Linked DNA regions of Zea mays: region 1 is linked to region 2. A link is a contact called in public Hi-C data. All regions are on one chromosome and are shown on one strand. The core of a region is the stretch at or near the end of the contact, and the rest is flanking DNA. Distances in the headings are between cores, read along the strand shown. Region 1 holds the start of LOC100274171 (SH3 domain-containing protein). Region 2 holds the start of LOC100282423.

What was found. A called contact is a pair of places that touch in the nucleus more often than the background predicts.
Region 1: a contact with region 2 is called in a Hi-C map of leaf, with 5 times the contacts expected there. The contact joins the promoter of LOC100274171 here to the promoter of LOC100282423 in region 2. A contact is called at or near these places in 4 of 25 Hi-C or Micro-C datasets (ear, leaf and leaf mesophyll).

Annotation. Positions count from the first base shown.
Region 1 is chr1:38,478,250-38,484,225 of Zm-B73-REFERENCE-NAM-5.0, reverse strand. It overlaps LOC100274171 (SH3 domain-containing protein), which reads right to left and starts at 4,052. Exons shown (of 25, transcript NM_001360553.1): 1 at 3,663-4,052; 2 at 3,516-3,575; 3 at 3,322-3,414; 4 at 2,463-2,691; 5 at 1,856-1,962; 6 at 1,652-1,714; 7 at 1,302-1,402; 8 at 856-950; 9 at 570-590. The coding sequence starts at 3,935.
Region 2 is chr1:38,221,842-38,227,427 of Zm-B73-REFERENCE-NAM-5.0, reverse strand. It overlaps LOC100282423, which reads left to right and starts at 2,972. Exons shown (of 2, transcript NM_001155334.2): 1 at 2,972-3,308; 2 at 4,391-5,502. The coding sequence starts at 3,171. The coding sequence ends at 4,846.

The sequences.
Region 1 (5,976 bases), core at 2,803-5,302, 260 kb before region 2:
TGAATAAGATGACATGGCAATGGTGGCATAGCATAAATGAAGAGAGAAAGATGATAAAAGTTTCATTGTTTGCACTGTTTCCAACACTTGTGACTTGTGAGTCTTAAAAACAGGGACATGAAACCCCCACTGAGACTGGCCTTACAATATACAGCCGCCTAGTTCCTCCTAGGTTGGTCTAGCTTTTTCTTTACAAAGAGCAATTAAGATATTCACTTCTCCACAATACCAAATTCATTGGTATATCTGTATTTTGCACAAAAATCTTGATTCTTGTAACTCAAATCAAATGAAAACTAGAATTGTTTTGCCCAGCATTTTAAATAGAGTTTGTAGCAAACAAGTGGCATAGTGTCGAGGCGTCAAAATATAGCTAAAAATAGCCAATCTAAAGCTAGCTATTTAATAACCTCGCTTTACTTGCTTTTTACTGATAACTGTATTGTTTGAAACATTTATCATGGGCAATAGAAAGTTATAAACTATTAGCTGAAATCACTTTGGAACATGTTTGTATTCAAATGATTAAAGAAGACTAACAAAAGATGCTGAAGAAAAAGGAAGCATACCACCGGGTTGTGCACTTTTGCCTGCATAAAACGAAGCCATACATGAGATTATAAACCACATAAATGGCATGAAACAAGACTCATCGCAAATTGACTAAATATGAAAAAAAATCAGGATCGCAACTGAAGTCTAATGTTACATTTGGCTTGTTAGTATTTACTATTTTCAGTGCATGGAAGATCAACAATATTCTAAACCATAATGGCATATGTTCTTTATGCATGTCAAAATAAAATAGACAACGTGAGCAATTGTTAGCAGTATGTGAGTAAACAGTAAACTGACCCAATGCCATTGCGACAGAGTATGGATCTTTCGCAGCAATTTCAGATATTATTGACAATGCATGTCTGACTGCAACTGGGTCGGAAAATTCAATCCTGCAGTCATATCAAGTCCAATGAGAAGAAAATGAATATGAAACAGCATGTTCATACATTTGCAGACATGGATTGATCTTTCATAGAACAGGTAGATGTTTTTATAATGCTGTTCATCTTGATAGATAGTTGAATACAGAAACATGACATAATAATAAATTAATAAATCAGTAACTGGTTCAGAAGTCACGTCAATATTGGTTTCTTGATTCTTCACATTTATAAAGACAACCAAAGACAAGAAACCATAAATAATGCTTCTGCCCTTGTATTGAATAGTTGAGAACTTGTAAAATAAATAAGGTCCAGAATACAAGGTGGTAAAACTAGTTTTACAAAGTCCAGACTCACCCTTGCACAGCTCGGTGGAGGAATGCTTGGTTACCGGGATCAAGTGGAAACCTTCTCAGTGCACTTAGAGAAGCATATTGCAAATTACCACGTATGATAGACTACGAAAATAAAATAAAAGTGTCACAAGATTGAGTTCAGAACATAAGACTCGCAATTTTCAGATCAAATAAACTAAGTTGGCCCATCATCTTAGCCAGATAATAATGAGCTGCAAGTTTAAGCGCACTGTAGTAATTGGTGCCTTACTGCCTTTTCATGCTTATAATTAGCAAGGTCAATAATGGTATACAAACAGGAGTCCTTAGCAGCACCAAAAATAAATGCACATTCTTGAAACGAAACAGCACCTCCTTATCACCACCTTGCTTAGTAAAAATACCCTTTTTCCGTTTTTGTTTAGTATCTGCTACCTGAAAGTATCCAGATATATCATGTAGAGAACACTGTCAACTTTAGTGCCACAGACCAGGGAAACAGAAAAGGAGCTAAGAAAAGTAGTTTAAAGACTAATGTAACTGTACAAAGAACAACTGAAATTATGGATGGCCAACCTTTTCCAAGATGCCAAACACAATTTCATTTAGCTTTTCCATCATCTCAGAACTGCTAGTGGAACAGGAGGTAAGGGCCTTCAGAGCAGCAAGTCTCCGTGCATGAACTTCAAAGGACCAGCATCCATAATTAAGAACAATGAGGAACAAAGAAACATGATTCAACAACGGAATTAAAAGGGAAAGGATGGAAACATTAATTGTTTTAAATTGGCATGGAAACTGTCTTGCTGAGCCTTTCATAATGACACTGATTCTTATTGCTCGCAACAAATATGTTCAGATTACAAATTTCAACTGAGGTATTTCATAAATTTGATCATAATAGTTGATTTTCTTATGCAATACTTTCCAGGAATATACATTCTTATTGTACTGCTTTTAAAAAATCCAAGAGGAAACCAATTCCCAACAAGAGAATAAGAAGATAGATCATAAGTTTGGTTTGAAAAAAGTAAGCAAGAAATGCGGGCAAGTAAATTTGGTTCAATTAAGTAGTCCCTGTGAAATACTCAAAGTTTTTTTTAATAAGTGGCCAAAAGTATGATTAGAAATACATTTTTCATACTATAACTTCGATGTAGACTGAGATAGTATAAAGGCATACACTCAACATCATCACTCGAGGATTCCGCTGAAAGTTGATCAACTATTCTCGGTACAACATCTGCTCGTGTCACTCCCCCGACGGCATCAATGTCTGCAAGAGCGTCCCAATTGGGCGTGGGTATGCCACCAGCAGCACTTAAACCCTGGGAACCATTATCTGACAGTATACGGGCCAGATAGTAGTATACATAGCGCAGAACATTTCTGTCCTCACATTGCTGATGGAGCTGCAAATACAAAGGAGAGTCGAAGTAATGATAGAGAGGAAATACCTAAAATAATCGATAATATTGAAGGTTATCATGACCATGGTCTATGCTAAGTATATGATTTCTGTACAACACATTTATCTAAGTATCTAATTTCTGTTGAAGACATGCAAAGGTGTGAATCCAGTTGAGAAAAACTATAATTTAACACATGCCGTTACAGTGCTATCCTTGCTGGCAAGGTTTTAAAGTCGTCCGACTAATCGCGATTAGTCGGCCTTATCGCTAGTCCAAGCTTGATTAGGGTCTACGACTCGACTAGAGCGACTAGGTAGCGATTAGTCGTCCTAGTTACCGACTAATCGCGATTAGTCGTTCGACTAGGGGTTATGGTCGACTAGTTATGTCTGTTTTGGGCCGCTAATCCGGCCTCTATTATGTGGGTCAGCTATAGGTGGACGACTAGGAGTCGACTAATCGAGCAAATCGACGACTAATCGCGATTAGTCACCTTATCGGTGCTCAGGCGACTAGAGTCGACTAGCCGACTTTAAAACCTTGCTTGCTGGTGTGTATCTGTGACTGATCTAAGTCCTACCTCCACAAAATAGCTAGAAGCAGTCGAGGAAGGGCACAGGAAAAGCTTACCATGAGAAGAGATGGAGCCACCGAAGGATCCACAGAATTGTACACAGCAAGCTTGGGGAACACACTATTTACGAGCTGCCTCTGGGAACTTTTCTACAAAAGGCATATCACAAGAGCAGATAAAGTTAACAGATCCAAGCCAGCATCATGAAATTATAATCAAAGTACCAAACCGAAGCAGCAGCCGGACGAACCTGGTCGCACGTCGCGGCGAGCTCGTGGATGCTCCGGGCCAGCTGTGCGTAGGAGACGGGCTGAACGAGAAGCATAAACTACAGCATGAGACCTGGAATGCGAATGAAGAGAGGATGAAAATCCGGGGAGAAGGGGAGGGGACGCGCCTTCTTCTTCCTGTTGCGCTGGGGCAGGACCTTGACGGGGTTAAGCGCCTTGGCAGCGGATATTGTCTCGTTCTGGATCTGCATCAGCGTCCCCTTCTTCGACTTGCGATCCGCCGCCGGAGCCACGGGCTTCCCCAAAAGGGAGCCACCGGCGCTGCCGACGCCCGAGGAGGACTGCTGCTGCGACGATGCCCCGGCAGTCGACGTGGCCGAAGGATCCGAGGTGATGAGATCCATCAGCGTGGTGCCCGACGAGTCCTGCCCGGAGGCCATGGTCGCGGAGCGAGGGGCCGCGCCGCGCGAGCGGGAGATCTCCGGCGAGCAGGCTTGTCTGTCTAGCCTAGTGGGACTTTTCGGGTCGGGTCGGGTCGCACGCAGGACAGGACGGAGGGACAAGCCGAGAAGGTATGGATTGCTGGATCCAACCGCCAAGCTGGATTGGCAATTTGGCGTGCGTTTGCCCGGTGGGACGGGACGGAAAACGGGAATTCACGACCAGGAACGGCAACGGTAAATTCTCCATATTATAGGATGTTTCTAAAACATTTGATTTATATGATAAATCTAATATTTTAATATAAATATATTTATATTTAAGAACAATTGGATCTATACCATTAAAAGATCCAAACTTTAGATATATACCATGGACCCCACATGTCATTGACTCATGTAGACCCACATGTAAGTGAGATATTAATGGTATAGATCCAAAGTGGTGATCTTTTAATGGTATGGATCCAAATTTCCCTTATATTTATATAGAATGTAAAGCTTATTTTTAGTCATATCATTAAGTGGATGTTTGATTACACTAAATCTAACAGTTAGTGACTACAATTAGTCGGAGATATTCAAACACTCTAGTTAGTAGTTTAATTATTAATTATAATTTCACTAGCAATTTTTTAGTCAACTAACAATTAACTATGGTGTATTCAAACACCCCCTAAGAACATTATAAGATACAAGAATAAAAAATTGTTTATATTTTTGTATGCATTATTTTCTGTCTATAATGAAAAAAACGGAAAAAAACATCTGAATCTGTATTTGTATCTGTATCCGAATTTTATATCAATTATTTAAAAAGATATAGAACCAATTTAATGTTTATTTTTTATGAATATTAGTAAACTCAATGCTAAAAATAAGAATATAATTTTATAAAGCAAATTCTATAGTTATTTATTCACAATCGAAGAAAAAAGATAAAAAAAATTAACATCCGAATAAAGATGTGGATCCATCACTACCATCTGAAAATAGCTTTTTATATCATATAATCCCACGAACACTTACGAGTGATGTTTGAAAGGGAAGTGGGCTTAATCATTTCCTATAATCGATTTTAGTGGTTGACGCCCATCACAAACCACGAGGACTAACTAGTTTGCCTAGATATCTTTTGTCTCAGGTGCATAAAGTTTAACACAAACCAAGAGAGAAATTTAGTTGGGGACTCAATTTAATTTGGAGCAAAGGACTTGAGTGTGTGCTGCAAATGGCGCACTGGACAGTGTCCGGTGCACCAGGTCGAGCTCCACTCAAACCAGCCACTCTCGGGTTTCTTCTGGGCGCGCTCCGCTATAATTCACCGGACTGTCCGACGTGCACCGGACATGTTCGGTGAGCCAACGGAGCAACGGTAACCTGGCGCCAACAATCGACTGCAGAGTGAACAGTGCGCGTCAGAGTTCAGATCAGAAAAGTCAGAGCGCACCGGACATGTCCGGTGCAGCTACAGGACAAGGGTTCCAACGATCAAGTCGCTCCAAATCCCAACGGACGTGCTGACGTGGCGCACACCGGACAGTGAATAGTACTTGTCCAGTGCGTCACCAAACTGTCTGGTGTGTCTATCGCCAGCAAAAACAACCAACAGCTAAAAAGTGGTTGGAGGCTATAAATACCCCCAACCACCTCCTTCAACGACATTCAAGATTTCTTAAGTTCCTATTCAATACAAGAGCAATAGTATTCACTCCAAGACACATTCCAAAGATCAAATATTCTCCAAGTCTCAAAATCAACTCAACCACTTAGTGACTTGAGAGAGAGTTTTTGTGTTCATTTGTTGCTCTTATTGCTTGGATTGCTTTCTCCTCCTCTATTCTTATTCTCACAAGTGCTTTGTAAAGCTATCAAGGGACACCTAAGTGTGTGGTGATCCTTGCGGGGTCTTAGTGACCCAAGTGATTAAGGAGAAAGCTCATCCGGTCTAAGTGACCGTTTGAGAGAGGAAAATGGTTGGAATAGATCCGGCCTATATGGCCTCCTCAACAGGGACTAGGTTCTTTGGAACCGAACCTCG
Region 2 (5,586 bases), core at 1,723-4,222:
TTGTATCCCCTTCTTGTTCCACATGCAATATGTTGTATGATGCTTATGTTATGCAAAAATGATGTAATGATGTTATGTTATGCAAAAATGATATTTGTGCCACAGATATAAGTCCCTGTAATAGAGCACACATACTTTCTTATATCAGCGCTGACTTTTCGTTGTAAGCCTCCCTTAGGAGCTTCTTCGCCTTTTACTTTCAGCGGAATCAGCGTTTATTTTTCGCTGTAAGCCTCCCTTAGGAGCTTCTTCGCCTTTTACTTTCAGCGGAATCAGCGTTTATTTTTCGCTGTAAGCCTCCCTTAGGAGCTTCTTCGCCTTTTACTTTCGGCGGAATCAGCGCTTATTTTTCGCTGTAGATTTAGAAAACTTACTCTGCGCTCCCTTAGGAACGACTTTTTACTGTTTCGAACAATTTGCACTGTGTCCGTTAGAACAAACTTTTTGACAATACAAAGGTCCTTCATGCCACCATAAATTCGTATGCTTCGGCAACTCAAGCCTATGGAAAAGACATATTTTTATTATGGTAAATACGAAAGTGTTACAAGAAATTGAAGAACGATAAAAGACACTTAAACTTCCCATAATTGTTCCTTATCAACAAAAAGGTAATACTGAATTTAAAAATACGAACAAATTGCTGTTGAGGTAGGATATTTATCAATAAATGTGCTTTGACTCTGGCACAGTGCTATTGACTGTGCGAGCTTCGGACTCCTCTCTGAAGTTTCTTTGAAGGTGATTGTTCTGACTCCCTTCTGGCTGTTGTCCTCGCTGCGTCGGCGGTGGTGGTGGAGGATGCTGCCAGGACGCTTGGGGTTGGCTTGCCGAAGCAACAGAAGCTGCGGGGTGGTTGCCTACATATTCTGGGATATAAGGCGAATGATACGAAGCAGTATGCATGACCTGCTTCGGCTGACTTTGTTGTGCAGTTGCTTCTGCTATCTCCTTCTGCTTCTGGATGGTAACGTGACACATCCTGGTGGTATGGCCATTGTCTTCACCACAGAATAGATAATACATTTTTCTAGGCTGATCTCCAAACCTTCCCCCGAAGCCCCTGGCGCCTCTGCCCCTTGGCGCTGGCGGCCGAAAAGAACTTTGTTGTTGGCCCGAAGCTTGTGAAGAGTATTGTGGCCTTTGCTGCTGACTCCCTCGATCATCAGTTTGAGTAGAGTTATGAATTGATCTAACGTGCCTCGGGTGAAATCTTCCTCCGAAGCCCCTGGTCATTTCAGAGAACCTGAATGCTTCCTCCCTTCTTTGGCGAAAGTCATTGTCAGCTCGAATATATTCGTCCATCTTCTGGAGCAGCTTCTCCAACGTCTGTGGTGGCTTCCTGGCAAAGTACTGCGCTGAAGGTCCCGGCCGAAGCCCCTTAATCATGGCCTCAATGACAATTTCATTGGGCACTGTTGGCGCCTGTGCCCTCAGACGCAGAAACCTTCGGACATACGCCTGAAGGTATTCTTCATGGTCCTGGGTACACTGGAAGAGAGCCTGAGCAGTGACTGGCTTTGTCTGAAATCCTTGGAAACTGGTTATCAACATATCCTTCAGCTTCTGCCAAGAGGTGATTGTCCCTGGCCGGAGAGAGGAGTACCAGGTCTGAGCGACACTCTTGACGGCCATGACAAAAGACTTTGCCATGACTGCAGTATTGCCACCATACGAAGATATGGTTGCTTCATAACTCATTAAAAATTGCTTTGGGTCTGTACGACCGTCGTACATGGGGAGCTGGGGTGACTTGTAAGACTGGGGCCATGGTGTAGCCTGCAATTCTGTTGAAAGAGGAGAAGCATCATCGAAAGCAAAGTTTCCATGATGGAAATCTTCATACCAGTCGTCCTCATTGTAAAAACCTTCTTGATGAAGCTCTCTGCGCGGAGGCCTTCGGTTCTGATCATCTTGAACAAGATGACGAACCTCCTCCGAAGCTTCATCTATCTGTCTCTGAAGATCAGCTAAACGAGTCATCTTCTCCTTTTTTCGTTGCACCTGCTGCTGAAGGATCTCTAGGTTTTGGATCTCCTGATCCAAGTCATCCTCCGGAGGTGTTGGACTAGCGGCCTTCCTCTCCTGGCTTCGGACCTCCCTAAGGGAAAGGACGTCCTGATTGGGATCCAACGGCTGCAGAGTGGCAGCCCCTGTTGCTGAAGCTTTCTTCGGCGGCATGACGAAGGTGATGCTTGCCGAAGGTATTCAAATCTCAAAAAATGGAAGTGAGTTCACCGGAGGTGGGCGCCAATGTTGGGGACTTGTTCTCAAATGCTATGAATCAAGAACAAGGCAACATAAAATGTTAAATGCCAAAGCCCTTCATCCTTCGGGTCATTATTTCCCTTCGGATCTAATGAATCTAGGACGAAGATTATGAAAGACATGCCTTCATGATCATGATGAAAGATGAAGAACATTCATATAAAGTACAGAAAATAATATAATCTTTTGTGAACATTATTATTAATCTATTTCCATTTATCTTATTTGTACAAACAATATTAAATTACAAATGTACCTTCGGCTTGAAGGAGTGAAAATACAAGTATGGCGCCAAAAGCAAATGTCGAGTCAGCGTGAACAGTACGGGAGTACTGTTCATCTATTTATAGGCGCGGGTCGCAGCCCATGCAAGATTACATTAATGCCCTTTACGTTTATAAATAACTCTATAGTAATTCTTCGAGGTCTAATCTGGTTTTTCATCTTTAAGTCGGTTTCCCTTTCCGCCGTTATGTCAAAGCTCTTCTGTGCATAGCTTCGTAATGATCTTTTCCTTCGTCACAATCACCTTCCGTCCCACTCAAGCTTCGTCTTGGCCTTAATCTTATATACTCGTAATCCAATTCCGAAGATACCTGCTCACACATTTCACTTGGAAAACATTGTTAAATCATGTTTTTGAGGACCTTCGGAAGCCGAAGGCCGCCAACAAATATTAATGTTGAAGATTGTGAGGTAGAGTAGAGGATTTGCTGACTAGAATAAAATATAATATAAAAATTCATGAGTGGACAGCCTAATATCGCTGCAACGGCGGCGCCGCCGATAAAACGGCCAGCCGGGCAGCGGAGACGCGGAGTGGGGCGCGACGGCGCGTAACCTGTGGGGTTTCAGGTTTTGTCCCTGCGTGGCAGCGACCCAGCCCCATCGAGCATCGAGGCATGGAACCGGGAGCCAAATCGGAAGCAAAGCAAGGTGAGGCAGGATCTGGCGCGGGGGAAAGCGGCAGCGGCAAGGTGTATCATGAGAGGCAGAGGCTGCAATTCTGTCTCCTCCATGCTCTCAACAACCTTATGCAGGTGGATCCTATCTCTTTCTAATTTCTACCATTATCTGTATCCCCTTGACTTCATGATTATGTTCTATTTGCGCGCGGTGCTTATTGCTTCCTTTAGATGAAATTTGGCCCATGCATATCCTCTTTAGTTCCAAATTGCCCCTGGTGACTATCGATTTCCAGAGAGGGACTGATTGAGTTGCTTGTTGAAATTGTTAGTAGTTGGGCGTTGTGCTCCACTCCATTAGTTTATCTCATATTTATATATGGATTGAATCGAATCCAGCTGGTTACTGCATGTTTATCATGCTATTTGGACGCACATTTATGTGTACTGCTCATCCGTTCTGCACCCTTCTTTTTCACCCGTCGGTGGTATAAAGTTTGGCAAGATTTGCTTGTGAAACATGAATTTAATAAACCCGGGAGAAATAGATCATGTAGACTCGTTAACTCTATTGGTTATGTGTTAAATTGCAAGGTGCTTCAAAGATTATGTAGTCTGGGTTACTGAAACAACATGGACAATTCACAATTCACGAAAGCATATAAAAATGGTCACCATTCACGGACATTTCACCCAGGGGTGGATCCAGGACCGGAGCTGGCAGAGCCGCAACCCCGGTCCAGCAACCCAATTAGTACTTAGTACCCTGTAGTAATTTCAGCATAGTCATAGAAAGAGGGCCCGCAATTACAAGACGCGGGCGCATCACAGCACGTTGCAGACCCATCAGGCCATCACACATGTTTGCAATTCGCGCATCATCTTCGCGGTGGCTCCATTCATTCATATTATGGCCATCTCTAGCCTCCCCAATCCATAATCCAGCCCACTCTTTGATCTGGTTCTTGATCCGCCACTGGTTTCATCTGCTGCAGAGCACCTAGACTTGTATATTCTTCTAAAAATAAACAATATTATGATTTACGTACATAGAAATGGTTTTGCTCTTTCGCTTACCCAATAGATATGTTATGAAATCATGAATCTCTGAAAACGGCAGTTCATTTTTCTTTGTAATATGTTTCTTACTTTGGTGTGCCATACTTTTATCTGACTTCTGTAGACTAACTGTGTCAGTTATGTTTTCTGAGGTTCAGGAAAAGGAATGTTTCACCCGTGCTGAGTTGGACGGCATCGCTGGAAATCTTGTTCTCAATGATCCAAACAAGGGCCAGTGGACTCCTCTACCATTCATTTTTAAACCTCACCACAATGTTATAACTGGGAACTATGATGTGAATGTTCTCATCACAGCATTAGAAGCTAGAAACAAGAAGGTGGTTTGGCATGATCGTCGTAAAGGGGCATCATCGGTTGATCTGAATGCAGAAACATTGGTAGGCCTGGTGATCAATGTACCTATCAGGAGGTTCAGGGGGCTTTGGACTGGCAGGCATTGGGTGGCAATTCGACGCATTGATGGCATCTGGTTTAATTTGGACAGTGATCTTTCTGAACCCAAGCAGTTTAAGGACCAAGAAAACGTGATTGGGTTCCTTGACAGTGTGCTCAGCCAAGGTGGAGAACTCATGGTTGTGCTGCAAGGTGAATAACCCTATTGCCCCGAATCTCAAATGGCTACCGAATAGCCTCTTCTATGCGACTTGCCCATGCTTTTGAGTTGTCATCTGAATGAGATCACATGCACCTACTGCAGAAATTTCCTAAACCTTACGGTTTAATCGCTGATCATAATGGACAGATTGGTAAATCGAAGGTCCAGTATGCAACATATACACTTGGTTTATTCATATACTGGTTTATTGGTAAATCGAAGGTCCAGTATGCAGACACCTGCTAACCCTTGGTTTGATTTATTGCTGTGCCCGTCTCTATCATATACTGGATTGCCAAGCAGGTGTCTGCAGTAGGTAGAACATTAGCTTGCTAAATGATGAAAATAGCGAACTTCAATCCTCAGCAAGAATTAATGTTGCTGCGGAATTGTACAGAACTAATAGGGAGGTTGCTTGTGTTGTAGTTATATGCTTTGGAGAAACGAAGTTATCCCATGCTCCTAGAATTTGTCAGTTCGTTTGTAAGTACCATTGGATATCAGGGAACGTAACATTATCTGTAGACTGTACTAGTTGATACCCCTGGAGTAATCAGAGCGATGTCCCATGGTCTTTCAAATATTACAAAGCATAAAATATATGTAGCTGTAAGATCATTGTTGTTTAATGCCATCATATCGAGTTAGGAAGGTGATGATGTTGAGCTTGTTATTGAGATGCTGTGGCGATTTAATTACTTTCTCTCCTTGCCCGTGCACGCACTCATGCAATTTGGT